Regions from separate parts of the Anser cygnoides genome. Here region 1 is linked to region 2. Evidence: chromatin contacts called from public Hi-C data. All regions are on one chromosome and are shown on one strand. Each heading gives the region's core, a stretch centred on a gene start, on an enhancer-like site or on the middle of the called end of the contact. The rest is flanking DNA. Distances are from core to core; before and after follow the strand shown. Region 1 holds the start of TEX264 (testis expressed 264, ER-phagy receptor). Region 2 overlaps USP4 (ubiquitin specific peptidase 4).

What was found. Hi-C and Micro-C count contacts between places; a contact is called where the count stands out from the background.
Region 1: a Hi-C map of liver shows a contact between it and region 2, with 2.1 times the contacts expected there. The contact joins the promoter of TEX264 here to the enhancer-like site in region 2. A contact is called at or near these places in 3 of 7 Hi-C or Micro-C datasets (all in liver).

What each region holds. Positions count from the first base shown.
Region 1 is chr10:17,867,372-17,872,867 of Taihu_goose_T2T_genome, reverse strand. It overlaps TEX264 (testis expressed 264, ER-phagy receptor), which reads left to right and starts at 3,258. Exons shown (of 5, transcript XM_013201831.3): 1 at 3,258-3,489; 2 at 4,462-4,745. The coding sequence starts at 3,354.
Region 2 is chr10:17,945,417-17,950,570 of Taihu_goose_T2T_genome, reverse strand. All of the region lies in intron 12 of USP4 (ubiquitin specific peptidase 4), which reads right to left. Among named protein-coding and RNA genes, the nearest start is that of EMC3, 24 kb to the left of the region's middle. Within about 2 kb of position 1,755, at least 1 of the 3 cell types and tissues checked has open chromatin away from gene starts, as enhancers often do. A contact at or near this core is called in liver, where this site is marked.

The sequences.
Region 1 (5,496 bases), core at 2,009-4,508, 79 kb after region 2:
ACAAGGGTGTGAATAATCAGGAATTCTTAATGTCCACTTGGAAGAGTTCCCACTCCTCAGGTTCATAGCAGAACCCTGTGGATGTTCTTTAGCCAGAAGAGGCTCCTGAATTATTTTTTTCAGGAGAGTTTTTTGCCAGGAGGGAGATGAAAATCTTAAAACAAAAATGTCTGTCAGCCTTAAGTTTGGAATTGCTATTGTAGTGTAATTCTTCACACAGCTGATAGAGAGCTTTTTAAAAGCACTATTTACATGTTTGTAGTAAAAACAGGACCACAACCTGCTTGTAAGAGCTTCATTCTCAAGTTTTGAAGTTAGCAGTTAAGGTTGGGACAGATGTACCTGTTCGTTGTTCCTTCTTCGATCGCTCTTGTAAGGCTGGACAAGAAAAGCTGACAGGGAGGAGCAAGTTCATGCTTTCCGTCTTCTGTCTAGATGGAAAATGGAGGAATACTCTGGGTAACATATCTCAGGTTTTCAGAAAGAAAAAAATCTAAACCTAAATTTCACGTACAAGAAAGTGGGTTAAAAAAAAAAGAGGCAGAAGAGCCTAGTTTGTATACTTGTATTCATTTGTAGCTCAAAGACAATATACGATTGTACTCAGGGTGAAGAAGGAAGTACACAATTGCTACTGAGATGTTGAAAGTTGAAGGCATGCCACAGGAGGAGAAATTTAGAGAATATTTCAATGCAAATGGCCCTATAAAATACATTTCCACCAGGAAAAGGTGCGCATAAACCCATTCTTCATGTGCCTGTGCGATACAGGACACAGTAGGAGGCACAAACATTGAGAGTGCAGGCAAAGGGAGCTGCTGCTCTCTGGACTGAGCACAAACACCTGCCGGAAGCATCGTTCCCACCTGCAGGGGAGCAGGTAGTAGCCCCCAGTAGCCACCAGCCCCCAGTAGCCACCAGGGGAGATATAACATCTACAAGAAAGAGAAGAAAACTCTGTCATGATTTGTTAAGTAAAACATCTTAGTTTCTCAGCAAGTAGCTGGCAGTCAGAGGTGCGATATCCTAATCCGATGTTTAGTGCATCGACAGCAAAAGGAGGAGCTCATAGGCTAGAACCTGCGACAGGTTTTCTTCGATAACTTCCTGCAAGTTTGCTTTTAGCATCCATGGAAATTCCCTGTGATAGAAGTCAGGATTAAGACCAAGGGCCTAGCAAAATACGTGGAGTAATCTGTCTAATTCTAGGCATTCCCATTCCAAAATATTTAGTCGAAATGGAGTGGGTGTAGAGAAAGGGAATGGGGACTGATTTGTATGAATGCTTTTTTCCTTTTATTTATCCCAGCAAAATGAAAGCCACAAGGAGGTGTTTCCCCTTAAAGTATTTTAAATAATTAAACTCACCAGAGAATGAAGTAAGTATAAACGTGAGAAAAGGTTTATTTTCGAACCAATGTATTGGTTTGAAATAAAAGTGGGTTGGGAACATCCTACTGACCCCCATCTGACTGAAGGATTTGTAAAAGCTATTTTCAGGAGCAAGGAGCCTGGTTATGTGAAGGTTATCAAATGGTAAATTTATTGAGAAATCTTAGGGTGCCATGCATCGGACCAAAAAGGACTGGTCTCTGAACTGACGATTCCTCCTGGTCTTGCTGCTGAAAGTTTCTGCTGCTCAAGATGCTGTACAGGCCTTGCTTTGGTGAGTGGATCCTACCCTGTTCAGGTTCATGGGGATCTGAACACTGCAGCGGTTTGGTTGCAAATCTTGGACGTCTGGGGGCAGCCGGGTCGTGTTAGGGACAGTGACACCGCGTCATTGGGTTGCGCAGCCTGCTCTGAGGAACATTGCTTTGGGGCTCAGGAAGAGCCTCGGGTTCAGCCTCTGCAGGCAGCCTCCCCCCTGCTGGGTGAGTGTTTTCCGTGCTTCCACACTGCCTTCCTTGCAGCCATTCTCGTCTGAAGGGACCAAGTGCTGGTGTCTGTTTATCGGCGCTAATGTGGAGCTGCTGTGTTGCAGGAGGCCAGGAAGGAGTTCAGATGGAGTCCTGCTGGTTTTGTAGCGGTGGAAATTCCCTGGAGCTGCAACTTGTCCTGACCTCTTGCCTGCCCCTCCAGGGTGGGTTTTTCCATGCTGTTAGTCAGAGCTGTTTTTCACCACGTTCCCAAGGCAGTAAGCATCCTTTCCGTGTACGTTTGCTTACATTGCGTCCCAAGTGCACTCCACCAGGCTCAGCTCACCTTCCCCAGCAGAGAAAGAAACAACAGAGGGGCAGGACAGCTGCTCATCCATGCTTGAACTTGATCCAACCACACAAGGGCTTGATGATCCTGAAGGCCTTTTCCAGCCTAAACGATTCTGTGACCCCGATGGGATACAGATGGGAGGGTGGGGGCAGGGGATGGGGAGTCCTGCAGGGAGGGCAGGGTGGGAAAGCCAGGGTCTGGGCCACAGCTGGGCCTGGGGCAGGTGGGGCAGGAGTCCTCCAGCAGAGGCTGTAAGGGCCGCGCTAAGGCTGTGTGGGGTGTTTGGGGCACGGTGACTGCCCCGTAGGGCATCGTGGCTGGCTGCTGCTGCTGGGGTGGAGCCAGGGCCCCTCCATGCGACGTGAAGGTGAATCACAGGTTCACGGAACGTCCTGCATTGGAAGGGAGCCACCAGGTCACCGAGGCCAGCTCCTGGCTCCACACAGGACCACCAAAAACCAGACCCGATGGCTGAGCGCGCTGTCTGAACGCTCCTCGAACTGGCAGCTCGGGGCCGCGCCCGCTGCCCTGGGGGGCCTGCCGCAGTGTCCGAGCACCCCCGGGAGCTGAGCCTTCCCCTCAGGCCCCAGCCCCACGCCACCCCCCGGCTCCCGTCCCCTGAGCGCGGCGCCCAGCGCCTGCCCCTTGCCGGAAGCCCCTCCCCGGGCGCGGGGCGGGGCCGGGCGGGCCGCAGCGGGGTGCTCGCCCGGCCGAGGTGGGTGCCGGGGGGGCGGCGGCCGCCCGGGGGCCGCGCGGGGCCGGCGGCGAGCTCCGCTGCGGCGCTTCCCGGTGCGGGGCGGGGGCCGGCTCGGGGAGGCCGGGCCCGTGGCGGCGGGCCGAGCCGGGCCGGGCCGGGCCGAGCCGGGCCGAGCCGAGCGAGAACCGGCCCCGCTCCGCTCCCTCCGGGGCGGCGGCGCGGAGCTGCCCGCGGGCGGCGGAGGCGCGGCGGCCTCGCGGCCGGGGGGGTCGCCGGGCGGCCCGGGCGATCGCGGAGCTGGGCCGGGGCCGGGCCGTGCCCCCTCGGAGCTGCCCCGTGCCCGGCCCCCGGCCCCGGGGGATGAGGCGCTCGCCGGGGCTCCCTTCGCCCTGCCCGGGCCCGGAGCACCGTGGCCCCGGTGTGAGGGGACTTTGTGCCGGCAAAGATGGTTGCTGGGGCTCTCCCGAGCGTGGAGGAAGTGCTGACATTTATTTTTTCCTGTTTTGCAGAGGCGTGGGTCCTGCAGCCGCGGGGGGACGAGGCCGTGCGCTGCCGCTGGGCTCAGCACCCCCGTGCCCCAGGTGAGCGGGGTCGGGGCGCGAGCCCCATTTCCCCGGGGCCGTGCGTGCCCCTTACCAGGATGTGGCTTTTCGTGCCTGGTAAAGCTGAGCCCACGGTGACAGAGGTGAAAAACTTGTTTTGGACCGAGCGTGTTTATCGGGCAGAGCTCAAGGTGAATTGTTTGTTTGCGGTCTAGGTTTCAAGCGTAGCTCCTGTTAGCAGTCCCCGAGGACCGTCGCGCACGGCCCTTGTCACCAGCGCTGGGTTTCGAGGGAGAACAAAGTACAAACAGCTCCCGCTTGCTGGGCCCGATCGCAGCTCCCAGTTGTGCTGTGGGTAGGACCTAGCGGGAGCTGCCCCCCCGGCTGCTGTGCCACGCAGGCAGCGCGAGGAAAAAAAGATGCCAAACAAAATGGGAAGCCTTGGCTAGGGTTTTAAAAACTTTTAGATTGGAAAAAAGCCATCCCAAGTGTTGGGGATGCTTCTCTAGCTGGGTCTTGTTCTCCTCCTGAGCCTCCCTGTACACCTGGATCCCAGCACATGGGGCTGAGCCCTGAACCAGCTCCTTGCTCAGCCCCTCGAAGGCCTGGGCTCGAGGTTTTTTGTCAGTGGGGCTGCCTTGGCCAAGATGTAGGGTCCGGTGTGTGTAAGTAATAAATTACTTGATTAAGGACCCATAATCTTTAGCACAGCGTTGTATGTCTGCTTGTGGTCTGTGCAGTGACAGGGGCTCGCTGGATTGCTTGCGATCTCCCTTGGGTGCGAGGCTGGAGGCGAGCAGCTTCGCTGGTTCCTGGGCAATGGGGCCGGCGCCTCTCTGTCCCCACCCCTATAAACACAGAAATCCCAGGAGGCACCAAGGCAATATAATTGGTGTCTGGTTACCAAGCTGGAGCAGGTGAGCACGACGTGGGATCTTTCTGCTGAATGCTTTGTCCAAGCGCAAGCTTAACTCCTGCGCTCTTTCCTCTCTTCTCGCCGCTGTCGTGCAGGACCTATGAAGCACCAAGTGTCCATCATGTCCGACTGGGTGCTCCTCGGGCTGATCGGGGTGCTGGTCGTGCTGCTGCTGCTGACCGTCTTCGGCTTCGCTGTCTACTCGGGGCTCTTCACAGAGGTGGTGGTGAGCGCCGGCTCGCCGCCCATCGGCAGCATCACGCTGGCCTACAAGTTCAGAGTGGGTCCCTATGGCGAATCGGGGCAGCTCTTCACAGACGGCTGCAGCATCTCGTCGAAGCTCTGCTCCATCGGCGTCTACTACGACAACCCGCACACGGTAAGGTCTGCCTGCACGGGTCTGCAGCTCGGGTACCTCCGTGGCGCCGCCTCGGGCACTTGCAGCTCACCCTCCTTCAGTGAGCACTGGGGCTCGTGAGGTCTCCAGGTCTGCGAGGGGCGATCTGTGCATAAACGCATCTGAAGGCGGGTGGTGTCTTGGATACCCCTCGCCGGAAGGCATTGGGCGAGCAAAACAAAGCTCTGGTGGCTCCTGCTGAACAAGTTGTACCTCTGCTTTGGTTACGGAGCAGAGCCCAGTGCCTGTGGTCCCATGGCGATGTGTTCCCCGATGGACCTGCCGGCAGGCAGTGCAGCCAAGGCTCCTTCTTCTCCGTGGCTCCAGGCAGGTGGTCTCTTCGCCTTGCTATGTCCCCATCCATGCTCCTCCTCCTGTTTCTGCCGTTCCCTGGTGTTTCCAAGCTCCCCGTAGTCGTTTCATCCCTCGACAGTTGTTACCGAAACCTCAGCAGGCGAGTGCTGAGGGCTCCTGGCTGATGAAACGGGGGCTCCACAGCCTGCCTCAGGTGGGGAGGCGAGCAGCAGGCGTGTGCCGACTGATGGCTACTGGCCAGAGCTCAGTGCTCTGGAGACACAGAGAGCAACAGTGGCAAATGCAAGCGCGTTGTAACTTGCTGGGGGACGAGTGGCCTGGCTGCCGGCTCTGGGTGGCACCGGGGCCTCCAGATAGCAGCGTGCAGGCACCTGCCTCTGTGGACAGCCCGGCTCTCCAGTAATTCTGCAGTAGCTGG
Region 2 (5,154 bases), core at 506-3,005:
CACCACAAACAGCCAGCGTGCTGTACCCTTACAACACTCCTCAAGAGAGCGTCTTGCAAACTTCTTACTAGAACATCCCAGCTTGGTTACTCGAGTGCCCCTCTACCTACTCCGCTGCAGAACGGCTGTTATTCTAGTTTTAGAGGCAGACGTATCAGAATCAGGATCACTTTCTGAATCTCTTCAAGAAGAATACAAAAAATCAATTAAAGAAATTAAGAAAATACTTTATCCACATTTTAAGGAAGCCTACAGAGCTGATACAGGGAATTAGATGACAATGAACTGTACTTCTGTACCCTAGAATTTGATTGAAATAATAGAAGATAAAGATGACGCTACACCAGATTACACAACATGGTTTTATAAATCAGCCATCTGCTCACCAGCTACCACAGTGAACGTTCCCTTTATAATTTACGACAGCTGTTTACAGATGTTTTTCAGTGAAGCACCAGCAAACAGGGATGGCCTTGACCAGCCTTCAACCTGACAAAAGAGCACCAGGAAGCTTCAGGCTTATGGTTACTATTCACAAAGGAGGCACCGAGCAATGAAGTAGCTCACTTTTGATCCTTTGCAAATTAACATTAAGCAAGAGCACAGGAACATGAAAAACTACAGGAAAGACAAGGCAGGGCAATGTGAAAGGGCACTACAAGCAGAAGACAGTCTGAGCTAAATGCCAGGGTAATATATCTACCACAGATACCTATCTATCACATACCTACCCACACACACTACAGTGTGTTATTCAAACATTCCCTCCAGAGCACTGGGATGTAACATTAAATACAGCTGGAAAACACTGCGTGGGTCACAGGTCAGTACATAGCAACAACCAAGAAAACAAGCATATTTTGTAAGTGAACAGAGAAGGGTAGAAAAATGCTACTGAAGAAGCTGACAAACAGATCCACCCGAACAGGATTACCATTCCACATCAACCCGGACACGCTGCTGTGAAGTTACAGTATTTTCAGAAGTTGACAATAAGAATGAACAGAGGCCTAGAAAAAAAGCCTGAGTGAAAACAAAGCACGTATTCTATCTCTTCTGGGAAACGGAGATACTCCTAATCTGTTTACTTTCTTTCATAACATGAGAAAAAACACAATCGAGTGAACTAGGAGACATGAAACTGAAAGTAAAACATTTTTAGACAACAGGTAGATTGCCCTTTAGAAGTCTGTCACAGGATTTTACAAGTCGTGCAGAGGAGCAGGATTAAAAAGGATGAGGGTACTCAACCAGTAAGATTTTTCTAAAGGTTAAAGAATACAAACACATACTGGAAGGGATACAAGCTCTTGTAAACAAGCAAACAACTGAGAACAAGCTTCCTAGATTAGCTTGCTACAGTCTCACACATTTTAGATTTCACACAAAACTACTGGGCTAGCTGGTTTGCTGACCTAACAGTGCAATAACTGTTCTAGCTCTTCACAGTAACAAACTTGACCTTTCTGCAGCCAATTGTGGTTTTCAAGACCACCTAAACATAAAACACAGCATATTGTAAGAGAATGCAAAAAACACAGTACGTATGCCAAACCAAATATATTTTATTAAACTATGCAGCTTTGATAGGTTAAAGGTGACCTGCAAATCAATTTGTGCAACTTTCATCCACGTAAGCAATACACGTTGCATTATATGCTCCATTAGCCAGGCTAAGAGAACAGGGAGATCTGGTTTATCAATCGAAACATTTTTCTTCTTAGGTCTTAGGAACTAAGAAGAAATACTAAGAATTGTGCCCATATAGCAGTGGGCCATGGAGTCTGCTTTCCAGTAGCACTTACCTGACCCCTTGTAGGCCGGCTCCGAGCTCCAGCGGGATCCCTGGGTGATGTGATATCACCAGCATGGTGCATGAGGGGTGTTACATTGGAGCGGGAGCCGGAGGTCCTAGTGGGGCTGCACTTCATGGAACCTAAGAAAAAGAAATAGTAAGCGTTTTGGTTATGTGCTGAATGCTGCTCTCTGCTTAGCCTGGAGAATGAGAGCATTCAGCACAAACACTGAAACGATTTTGTCAAATTGATTTGCAGACCACCTTTTCATGAGTGACTTTCTGGTCATTTGCCACAGAACTCCCTGTCCTCTCACAGTACCACCATGACTGCAGACAAACGTTTACAATGCTGCAATAAGTGGGTTAGTCCCACTGTTCTTTGGCTGCACAGCTCCATGTGTCATGCCAGCAACCTTCCTTATATCAAAACCCTTTATTTCAGCAAGTACCTTACCTCTTCGCTGATGCTAAATATTAATAACTCTGCCATCAGGACTATACTACGTTTCCAAGCCTATCACAAAGAGAGGTATGAGTACAAGGCCCTGTGATAGAATGGGCTTGGAGAATTCTAGTCCCAAATCCCTCTCCACTGGAGAAAAAAAAACCAACATCGTTGTCCTCTTGTGTAAATGGAGTCAGATTCATTTTGGAATGCTTATCACTTTGAAAGTCCAGTAGCAATTCATTTTTCTTTTTATTTTTTTTTTAGAGGTTTTGCTATCAGAGAGCATAACAGGTAATATACCATGAGAATCAATAAAACAGAAACATCAGCTGAAAGGAAAAATACATCTTAGCCATCCAGTATCAATTAAAAAAAAATTACTGTCCATTCAGCTTAAAGTCCAAATGGAGTGCAAGGGCACTCTTCTTCCTCCTCCCACCACTTTAGCAGGACATGAAAATTCACAGTGCAAGTCTCAAAACAGCCCACATGCACTGCAAAGTCACAGAAAGTTGACGAGCTCCCTATCTTGAGTGAAAACAGGAAAAAGTACAGCTTTCTGACCACTAAAATCACTTTTAAAAGGTGCAAGTTCAATATTCTGTACATCCCATGTACTGCATATTTCACAAATATTGTTTCAACAGTGCAGTCCAGACTGAAATGCCTGTGCCAAAAGACCTCTTCCTTTGTCAAGCCAACTCTAAGTAAAACAGAGTACATCCCAGCTACGACACTCTTCCTGCTCCATGCTCTGCAAGTTCCTGCTCAGTGATATTTTTAAGCAAAGCATTTCAAGGAAAGACATTCTGCTCAGTAACCAGACCCTGGTGCCAAAAGCAAGACAACAAAATTTCTAACAGTAGTACTGTCATTTTTTATTTTTAAAAATGAAACAAACAAACAAACAGTGTCAGGGGCACAGACCTTCTACGGTATTAGATGTTTGAACTAAGATTAGAGTGTTAGATTTGGAACTGAATTTTGAACTGAGATGTGTGTTGCCCACTGGCTAGTGCACTATACTCGAGCATCAGAAGTCTGTCGAAGCAACATGGATATTGTTTTCACATGCAAGCTCTGGTTTGCCTACTGCTTTCAGTGAAACAAACCTGGAGAAAATACTGCCAGAGACTGACCATTTACATTGAAACTTCACAGTCCTGAGTCAACTTAAGAGCGGTAGCTAACAGCCTCAATTTCTATACCAAGGTATTTGTAAGAAGTAATTTCATGAAATCATTCTCCAGCTAGAAAAGAACAGCCTTGCTCCTTCTGCTCAGCTGACAGCGGCTTTTCTTCTCCTGCACAAGCCCAGCAGGAACAGATGTAAAATACGAACCCAGCAAAATCAAAGTGAAAGACCTTCTGCTGGACTCTGTCTGGCAACCTCTTTAGATGGAGACAAGGAGAGCAAGGCACGAGACAAACCCAATTTGGATGCAGCTCCTTGTGAAATCGGAGCCTTGGGGCCCCACAGCTCCCCCAGTTACTGCATACTCGTCCTTTGCGTTCTTTGCTCACGCTCTAGCAAACAACCGCAGACAGTTACTACCACCACCTTGTTTTGCTTTTTTCAGTGGAAGGGAGGAGTACTTTTCAAATGAGGAAAATTTTACACAATTAAAAAAGGTTATTCAAACTCTGGTGAGAGGCAGGGAAGGGTGCTGCCTTCAGCTTATCACAGCTTTTCTCATAATTCCCTTGGCATGGAGAGAAGGAAGAAACAAATGAAGAGACCTGTGAGAACACCCATCAAAATACTTAAGAAAAAAAAATACACAAAGGACCCACTGATCAGTTTGCAATTTTTAAATATAAGTTTCTGAAATGTACATCTAAGAACCTATTTCTGAATATGCTGTACTGATTAAACTATTTTGAATTAGTTGGTTACTTGCACTTTGTTTTCTTGCCAGTGAAAGGAACTTTCCATCTAACTTCAATGACTTCAAACATAGTGATGAGATGTACACATTACAATTTGCCAACAAGGAAGTCTTGCCACTGGATGTTAGTGGAAAACAAGAACAGATAGTCAGCACATAAAAGGGACAAGGAGGTGCAGGGATCAATGAAACATCAATTCAGAAAGAGTTTGAGTATCTGTGACAGTGAATATCACAAATTTAAGTACAGTAGACTTTTTGATTCTAGAAAATATCCTTAATGTAAACCACAAACAAGTCCATGGTCCTCAACAGTCATATCCTGGGTTGCATACACCACCCTAGGTTAACATTTAGTACCTAAAAACACACAATGTAAAAGATACCAGGATTATCAGATCTCTCTCTCGTTGACTTTTCCTCAAATGAAAGCTAATGTACTTCTCACTCAGGTTTGCTGAACTGCAGGCACAATGTCCTACGATGGTGCAGATTTCCCATTTTATTTGTAACAGAAGTTATTAATGTTAAAAATCTCATATTTTCTGTTACTCTTGTTATTACATGAGGAACTTCAGTGATTCTTAGGAAAATCTTAGGAAAAATAGTGTCTTCAAAACATGGTAGACAAACAGCTTAACAGAGTTTTTCTTCCTTGCATATAAATCAATTGTTATCTTCTCGGGCCAATTTAACACTACAGAACGCTTTCTTAGAAGTTTATTTTGTGGTAATATACTCTTGCAAATGTACTGCTAAAAAGCACTTGATGGGTTAGCATCATTGGTTAAATAGTGATCTTTTAATTGTGAATTTTAGGTGAAACTGCTGTAGTTGTAAAAACATTACACCTACTTTCTAATAGAAGGCAGCTGCTCCCCTTATTAATCAACACAAAGACAGTTTTCTTTCAGGAACAGAGGAGAGATATATTATACAGTGTAGACAAGATATACACCCAACTACATCGCCACTCAGCCCAAGAGAATCTTTTCCAAGCTAAAGGTTTTGTGGACTAC